2 separate regions of the Sus scrofa genome follow, and region 1 is linked to region 2. A link is a contact called in public HiChIP or PLAC-seq data. All regions are on one chromosome and are shown on one strand. Each heading gives the region's core, a stretch centred on a gene start, on an enhancer-like site or on the middle of the called end of the contact. The rest is flanking DNA. Distances are from core to core; before and after follow the strand shown. Region 1 has its middle 29 kb from the start of DKK3. Region 2 overlaps MICAL2 (F-actin-methionine sulfoxide oxidase MICAL2).

What was found. HiChIP or PLAC-seq counts read pairs in DNA pulled down with a chosen protein or histone mark.
Region 1: an H3K27ac HiChIP or PLAC-seq map of skeletal muscle shows a contact between it and region 2. The contact joins two enhancer-like sites. A contact is called at or near these places in 1 of 47 Hi-C or Micro-C datasets (embryonic fibroblasts) and 2 of 2 datasets of contacts at active chromatin or transcription factors (alveolar macrophages and skeletal muscle).

What each region holds. Positions count from the first base shown.
Region 1 is chr2:47,355,374-47,359,944 of Sscrofa11.1, forward strand. No RefSeq gene overlaps it. Among named protein-coding and RNA genes, the nearest start is that of DKK3, 29 kb to the right of the region's middle. Within about 2 kb of position 2,963, at least 10 of the 83 cell types and tissues checked have an H3K27ac peak or open chromatin away from gene starts, as enhancers often do. A contact at or near this core is called in skeletal muscle, where this site is marked.
Region 2 is chr2:47,203,651-47,208,039 of Sscrofa11.1, forward strand. The region is part of intron 3 of MICAL2 (F-actin-methionine sulfoxide oxidase MICAL2); the gene reads right to left. Among named protein-coding and RNA genes, the nearest start is that of MICAL2, 96 kb to the right of the region's middle. Within about 2 kb of position 1,426, at least 14 of the 83 cell types and tissues checked have an H3K27ac peak or open chromatin away from gene starts, as enhancers often do. A contact at or near this core is called in skeletal muscle, where this site is marked.

The DNA.
Region 1 (4,571 bases), core at 1,713-4,212, 150 kb after region 2:
GTTCTTCCTGAGGCGGGCGCCTGGCCTTGGCTTTCACTCCTGACTCACGTTGGTAAATCATGTGTTCTCATCTCCCCACCAGCAGGCATCTGAAGAACATGCTAATTGCTCTGGGCTTCTGGCAGCAGGCCCCACCCACTCCTGGACTGGACGCTGCATACAAGCCCCCTCCCCGGCCCAGGGCCCAGGAGCAGGACATCCTTGGGTATGCAGCCGACCAGAACCTAGAAGCACCGGGATGGAGCAGCCCTGCCCTTCAGTCAGGTGCGGGGTGGGAGGGGCATCCTGGTGGGGGGCGGGGAGGGGGAACCATAGGCTGACAAGCCCCATCCTGCCTCTCCCTCCCCCTCCTCCCTCTGCTGCATCTGAGCTCAGCAGCCTGGCTCACCACCCCCAGGAAGGAGAGAACTGCCCATCCCACACACTGTGTATTTAGTTATTTTCCTTATTGCCTATCTCCTATGAGAATGTAAGCCCCATGACGGAGGGTTTGTGTTAGTAATTCTATTGCTGCTGTTACAAATTCCCACAAATGGAGCGACTTATCCTACGGTTCTCAAGGACGTTATTATCCTATGGTTCTCAAGGTCAGAAGTCTCACTGACCTAAAATCAGAGCTTCATTCTTTTCTGGAGGCTCCAGGGGAGAGAAGCTATTTCCTGGCCTTTTCCAGCCTTCAGAGGCAGCCCGCACCCCTCAGCCCAGAGCCCTCGTGCATCTTCAAAACCCAAAATCACTCCCCCCACCCCACCCCCACTCCCCGACCTCTGCTTCACCACCTGTTATCTCTGCCTCTGCCTCTTCTGTCCGCTTCTACCTACAGGGACCCTCGTGATCAGGTTGGGCCTCCCGGGTGGTCCAAGAAATACCCTATCTTCTGGTCAGCTGATTAGCAGCCTTAATTCCCCCTTCCCATGTAAGACAACACACCTGTTCTGGGGATTAGGGCATAGATGTCTTGGGGGGGGTCCTCATTCTACCTACCGCAGGGTTTATTGTCTCTTTTTCACTGCTGGCTTCCAAGTCTCTGACACTTGTTGAATGAAGAAGTGAATGAGTATATCAATACATTGTTATGAATAAGATTTAACATCATAGTACACAGGAGTTGCGCTTACAAAGCACCAGGCAATGTCCAAAAGTGATCTATGGATATGAAGTCATTTAATCCCCAACAATTCTGTGAGGCACCTTTTATTATTATCTCATTCTGCAGGTGAAGATACTAAGGCACAGATGAGTAGCTGCACCAGGCTACCCAGCTAGTGACAGGTGAAGCCGAGATTTGATCTCAAATTGGTTAAGCACTTATTTTGTCGCTAGGCCTATTACCTTTCTGACATCCTTGAGGAAGTGTGGACAGAATATGAACCCCAGTCTTAGGTCCAGAAATAAGTCACCTGCTCAGCTGAGGGATTTGGAAGGATTCTGTGTCTCGGTTGAGACAATGGGGTGCATATGGCTTCTTGGGTCTCCTTCAGTGCTGCTCAGACCAGGACCAGGTCCCCCAAGAGACCCTGGATTTTCCTGTTCCCGGCATGAGGCAGGGCTCCTGCTTGGACCCTCCCCTCTGGTTCTGCTTCTACTCTATGTGAATAGGTCCCAGGCCCCCATGAGCCTGTCGCCAACCTGCAGCTGGGCCTGACTGCTCTGCCTCCTGGAAACCTAAGCTTCCCCAACAACAGGAGCCTGCCTCAATCCACACCCAGAGCTGAAGTTGCAGTGCCTGGGGTTCCTTGATGGCAATTCTGGGGATCCCTTTAGCTGGGCCCCATCCATTTTTAGTATTTATTGACATAGAGTTGATTTATAATGTTGGGTTAATTCCTGCTGTACAGCAAAGTGACTCAGTTATCCATATATGTACATTCTTTTTTATATTCTTTTCCACTGTGGTTTATCACAGGACATCGAATATCGAATATAGTTCCCTGTGCTATACAGTAGGACCTTGTAGTTTATCCATCTTTTTTTTTTTTTTTTTTTTTTTTGGGTCTTTTTAGGGCCACTCCTGTGGCATATGGATGTTCCCAGGCTAGGGGCTGAATTGGAGCTACAGCTGCTGGCCTATATCACAGCCATAGCAACACAGGATCCAAGTCGCATCTGCAACCTCCACCACAGCTCATGGCAATGCCGGATCCTTAACCCACTGACGTTAGCCAGGGATCGAACCCACAACCTCACAGTTCCTAGTTGAATTCACTTCCACTGCACCACGACGGGAACTCCATCTGTCTTATATATAGTAGTTTGCCTCTACGAATCCCAGACTCCCAGTCCTCTACCCCTTCCCCACTTGGCAACTACAAGGTGTTCTCTATAACTGTGAGTCTGTTTCTGTGTTGTAAATATGCCAACTGGTGTCGTATTTTAGATTTCACATATATGTGATATTCTATAGTATTTGTCTTTCTCTTTCTGACTTCCCTTAGTATGATAATCTAGCTGCATCCATGTTGCTGCAAATGACCTTATTTCAATCTTTTTTATGGCTTAGTAGTATTCCATTGTATATACCTATCACATCTTCTGTACCATTCATCTGTCAGCGGACATTTAAGTTGTTTCCATGCCTTGGCTCTTATAAATAGTGCTGCTATGAACATAGGGGAGCATGTATCTTTTCAAATTATAGTTCCGTCTGGGTATATGCCCAGGAGTGGGATTTCTGCATTATATGGCTGCTCCATTTTTAGTTTTCTGAGGAACCTCCATCCCTATCTATGTTTTGCATGTGCTGGAGTGGCTTGCTCTCTCCATGCTGGACCCTGTCACCAGCCCCTGTGATGGGCAGCTGCTCCAGAGCCCCCTCCCCAGCTGCTCTGATTCCCCTGCCAGCCTGTTCTCCAAGGCCACGAGCACAGAGGCCTGCTGGACACCCCCAAGCACTGTCTCAGCTCCCCCCAGCTCTGCAGTGAGAGTGCTGCTCAGGCAGGGAGGTGGCCCTGGCCCCTTCTCTTGCATCTTAACCTTTGTAGTCAGAGCCAAGAAGAGTGAAATGCACTTGTGCCTGCCAGTACAGTGGGGCATCACATTTTCTGTTCCTGCCAGCACATTTTCTAGGTCAGTGTTGGATCAGGGAAATCCAATACCGCATGTCCTAACTTTTTATTTGCAAACAGAGAAATGGCTTTCCAAAATAAATAGTGTTTACAAGCAGAGCCTGGAGAAACCTCCATCAGAAATACACTGAGTGCCCAGGAGGACAGATGCTTCCTGGCTGTGGTTGCTGTAAATCCAACACCAGCCCCAGCTCCAGCCCTGGAAGGATAGGCTGGATTGGAAGAGGACATATGCATGTCTGTATGTGTGCACACACGTGCATTTGCACAGATACCCAGATGCATGTTTCCTTAAGGGTCTTTGGGTATGACTAGCATGCTTACGTAAACTGGGGGGGGGGTTTACCCATGTGTACTTGTGTCTGTGTAGGTGTGTCTATACAGGCATGTGCACATGCACACGCATGCATGTGTGTATGTGTGCGTGTGCATTGCTGCCTAATGACTTTGTGCCCAGCCCTGATCCTCAGATATCCAGTCCTCTCTGTAAACACGTTCCTCTTTCCTTAAGCTGCCTGAGCCCTCATCATTTTTTTTTTTTTCCCACCTGAGTGAGGAGCTGGGGCTCCAATTCTGATAGGCTGTATATGCATTTCTTCCACCCGGTTTCCTCTTCATATCCAAACCCCCCCCACTCCCTATTAGATGCCACCTTCTTGTACACGGCAACCACGTGTCGCCTCTGCTTGCCACGTTTGGACACAGCAATCTGAGCTCATGGCATGTTACCATCTCTGGGTAAGTGGCAGCTTGTGCTGCCCCAAGACGTCCTCTGGGGTCACATCTAGCCCAGCGCCCCCTGTCTTCAGGATCTCCCTCCCAGACCCTCTTCCTGGGCTACCAGCACCATCTTCCCCACCTTCTGGCCATTTCTCAGCTCAAGGTCATTTCTCAGCTCAAGGTCCCACCTACCTGGGAAGCATCAACTTCATCAAACTCCTAAGCACCTCAGCCTGGCTTCCAAGAGCTGAGTGATGTTCTCAGCAAACCTTCCCAGGGGTTTCTCCGGGAAAACCTGCGTGAGCTCAGGCCCGCCCCACCCCACCTCTGAGCCTGTCTTTGCTCCTGCTGTTCCTCTGCCACAACACCTTTCTCTGCCAGCCCACGCCCTGTGCTGCCTTCCAGCCCAGCTCTAGGGCCACCCCTCCCCCTACGAGGCCTTCTCAGAGAAACCTCCCCCGACAGCACCTTCCCCACCCGGCCCCATATCACAGGATGACACCCTGCCCCATGGATTGCCTAAGAACTGTTTTCAGGTTGCTTCACAGCACTTATCTCGCCCTCCCACCTAGATTGCAATCTCCTAGTATCAAGCCCTGTGTTCCTTGTGAATAAGCCCTGGAACCCGACACAGGTCTGGACATAGTACAGACCAGTGATAAGGGCCCGTAGGTGAGTTGATGCAAGTAAACCAAGTCAGGGTCAGGGTATAAAACGACGTGCCGGGCACTGCATCTGGTGACTCACGTGCCCTCCCTCATTGAATCCTCCCAATAACTGTGGGAG
Region 2 (4,389 bases), core at 176-2,675:
GATGTTCAGTTCATGTCAGCCAGGGTTTATGTCTGCATTTCCCACCCAGGCTGGGGGAGCTGGGGTCTGTCAAGGCCACCAGGATCACAGATGTCAGCAGATCTGTGTGCTCAGGCGACATAAATTTATTATGCAGTGGGAAGCAGGGCAGATCCAACACCAGCAGGAAGTCCATTGTATAGATAAGCTTGGCTGGGCTCAGGCCTCCACATTTGTGGACAGAGACAAACACCACATGGAAAAGCCAGCTCTTTATTTATCAAAGGGTGGGAAGAAGGGATGAGGGATGGGATGCAGCCCCAGCTCACACAGGTCTCCTGTGCCCTCCCAGGGGAGCCCCATAAGACTGCCCACCTCTTGGTGACACAGGGCATCTTCCAAACCACAAGCGGGTAGGTATGCTGGGACTGTGCCAAGAATGCTAAAGGGATCAGTCCCTGGAGGAAGCCGCCAAGGGGACCAGGGGCTGAGCCAGGGGTTAGCAGTCTGGAGACTTGATTTCCGCTTCTGAATTCCACCTCCAATTTCCTGTGTGCGGACAGCCCAGTGAAGCAGGGTGCAGAAAGCCAACACGTGGCAGTAGCAGGCGGACTGGGGTCTGCAGTTCACGAGCTTGCTCAGCTGGGTGCTGCACCTCATTGCAAAGGATGATTACAAGGAGCTGAACTGGGAAGTCCCATCATGGCTCAGCGGTGAACGAACCTGACTAACATCCATGAGGACGTGGGTTCGATCCCTGGCCTCACTCAGGGGGTTAAGGAGCCAACGGCTCCATGAGCTAGGGTGTAGCTAGGGTGCGGCTGGATCCCGTGTTGCTGTGGCTGTGGTGTAGGCTGGCAGCTGTAGCTCCGACTGAACCCCTAGCCTGGGAACCTCCATATGCTGCAGGTGCGGCCCTAAAAAGGCAAAAAGACCAATAAAAAGGGGGTGGGGAGCGAACTTGTATCACACACAGCCCTTTCACCTTGCGAGGCACTGTCCTCATCATTTCGTATACTCCATCCTTCTGACTGCCCTGTGAGGTAACTATTATCACCATCTCCACTTCGTGAATGAGGACCTTGAGGCAGCAAAAGGTTAAGCAACTTGCTCCAGGTAAAAAATTATAATTCATTTTTTTTGAGCTAAGAAATAGAGGCAAAAGAGGGCAAGAAATTGCTCCATGGTAGGTCACCTCATGAGGAAGTTGTCAAGTCTGGGCATGAATCCAGGCGGTGGGGCTCCTGAGCGGCTAGATAGCCAGCGAGGGTAGACTGCTGGGGGTGTCGTCAGGAGGAAGTGAGGCCAGTTTTCGCTTCTTCCCTGCACCCAGCACACCTTGGCCTCCTGAAGGAGCTGGGTTCAGGCTGAGCGCACAGAAGGCCTGAGCCTGTGTCTAGGCTGAGCTTCATGTGCGTCCCTGGGGCAGAAATTTACAGGCCAGATGGAGCTAGAGCCCATGCAAGCCATTCTGGCAGGTGCCGGGGCAGCAGGGGGTTGGGGCCTGGACTGTGCCAGCCTCTCGGGTGCCTCTGGAGACCTGGCAGCCAGTTAGTGATACGAGGTCATGTGTGATGCCGTCTCCCTGGTAGCAGCAGCCTTCCCTGCAGGCTGACCTGCAGGCCAGCTCCTCGGACAGTGCTCTGGTTCCAGGGACGTGCCACCTAGCTTCCTGGTGTGGCTTCCCGGTCTTACCAGCTCTTAGGATGGGTCGGTTTACGGAACCAAGGCAGGGTTACTGGGTCACCTCCAGTGAAAACAGCTGGTTCAGAATGGCAGGATAGAGAGTTAAGCAATCACAGGTGTCTCCCACACGCTAGTCTGTGGGTCCTGCCCCTAGCCTCACAGCCTCACAGTGCTAAGCAAGGGGAGTTCATGGCGGATGCACAGGATGGAGGGTGGATGGCTCTGGATGGAGGGTGGGCGTGGCCTGTTGTGGGCATGGCCAGGCCAGGCTCTTTACAGTGATTTCAAGGGCCCCTGTCGGCCAGGAGCAAACCCCACCTGATTTGACTGGCTCTGCCCTTGCCCTGGTCTGACTCTCCTGTATTTCGGTTACGCCCAGTTATTCCTGAGGAACAGTTACTGCCACTTACTCCCCTTAGAAACTTACAGAAAGGAAATGGAGAAAGATATCCTGTTCTCCCTGTCTGCTTTCAAAAAAATAATACGAATTTCTCTGAGAAACATGCCATGCCTCTCTGTCCCTCCCTTCCAGCCTGGCTGGTGCTCTAACGCTTGTGTATGAACAACTGTAACCAGTGACCACAGAGTCTGGATTTTCGGGGACAAGTTCATTACAACCATCCCGACACTTGGCCTTGTAAGTACACTCATGTTGGACCCCTGGTTTGGGGCTTGCAAATACGATCTATCAAGCCCATGCTTCCTGCCTGGGGATGCGATTCAGAACGCTTGCGTCTCCCCCCATCTAAGGTCATTCCCTTCAGTTCCCCAAAGTCCAGGCATGTACAAGGCACCCCCAGCCCCCCACCAGCAGAAGAGATCGGCAGCTGGCGTGCCCATGACTTCCAGGGGTTTTAGATGTCAAAGTGTGTCATCAACAGCGCCAATTCCATCCCACCTCTGCAGGTGCCTGTCCACTCCATACTGGGAAGAGCCGCAGTAAGGATAGTATTCGTAATAGCAATAATAAAAATCAGAGTTCCCACTTACTGTCCACCTCTCTTGTGCAAGAACTCTGCTGAGCACTTTGCAAGATGTGCACCTCGTTTCTCTCCGACCATAACCCCAAAGGGGGCACATCCGTCACCCTTTGGCAGATGAGAGCCCTGGAGTTTGGGAAGGTTAACCGACGGGACCGTGAGCGCAGGAGTAGGATGAGAACTAATCTCAGATCTCAGCGTTTGTACTTGAAATCACGAGCCTATATTAATTCTTCCAGGATTCCTTGGGCCATGTGTGGTACAGTATTAGCATATTTCCTCTTCAACTACGATATGTAAGCCCCCTGAGACTACTCTGTGGGATGGCAGAGGATGCAAGAGAAGGCTCAAAGCTCAGGAGGCTGACTGGTTGGGGATGAGAGGGAAAGGGAAACAGAAAATGAGAAGGCTAGATGGCTTGGGAGCACCTGTCACTACTGGAGACATTTGTGGAAGGGACAGATTTGGTCAAGAAAGGGTCCCTCCTGGAGATGGCCCATGAGTGGAGAACTGAGGCCAAGGATTCAGAGAGATGGAAATGTCAGGCTGAGAAAGAGGGAGGCAGTTTGGAGGGAGCAGGGGGGATGGTGGGCTGAGATGAAGTGAGTGTGGTGCTGTGAGAATGGAAAGGGAAAACAAGCAGGAGATGGAGAGGGAGCCAGGTCGTAGAGGGTTTGGGGTGTTAGACCAGAGCGTTTGCGTGGTTTCCCCCCTTGGGCTATGATGGGTTTGGAGTAGAATGAAAGTGCTAGTTTAAGACAACTGGTTCCAGAGCAATACAAAAGATGATAAGAAAAAAAAAAAAAAAAAGATGGTAAAAAGAGAGAAAGGAACTAGAAGTGGAGAAACCAGCATGGCAGCATTTGGAACAGACTCACTCTCTCGAATCTCCTCCCCTGACAACAGATGCTTAGGCACCCCCGCTGGTTCCTTCCTTCTTCCTGATTTCTACACAAGGCAGTGCCTGGGGCTCAATCTCAGTCCGCTTCCCTTCTGGATCTTTATTTCACATCCTCTTTCCATGGCTTTAAATACCATCTACATGTGGATGATGCTCAAATTATCCCCAGCCCTGAAACACTGGGACTCAGATAACCAACTACCTACTGACATTCCCAGCTGCTCTAAAAGGCATCTCAGATGTCGAACCAGACCGACAACCAAACTTCTGATCACAAGTGGTCCCTCACTCCCTGCTCCTCTCCCAGTCATTGCCATCTCGATGAATGCATATCCACTTCCGGCTTTTCCACCTCCTTGGACAAACATCTGCAATCAACCTGGATTCCTTTCCTCTTACCCTCACAACCAATCCATCAATAAGTCCTGTTGATTCTACTTGCAGAAAAGATTCTGTCCCCTATTCAGTTTCACCTCCTCCAGGCTGCCGCTCTGGTCCAAGACACTGTCGTCCTGCCCTTATACCAGGGATCCAAGCTGGTCTCCTGCTTTTACCCTTGACCCTTTAATAGTCCATCCCCCCAAGAGCAACCACAGTGGTCCTCCTAAAGTCAGACCATGTCATGCCCAGTTCACAACTGCTAATGTCTCCCATGGCACATAGACCTTATCATGGCCTCAAGACTGTTCATGACCTTGCCCTCCAGTTCCCCTGTTGTCCCCCATCCCTCTCTGCACTCCAGCCAGAATTATCTCCCTAAGCACATAGAGGGACTTTTCACTTCCTTTGCCCTCTGCCTAGAACATTCTCCTAAATATACATATATTTTCTAACACACAAAAG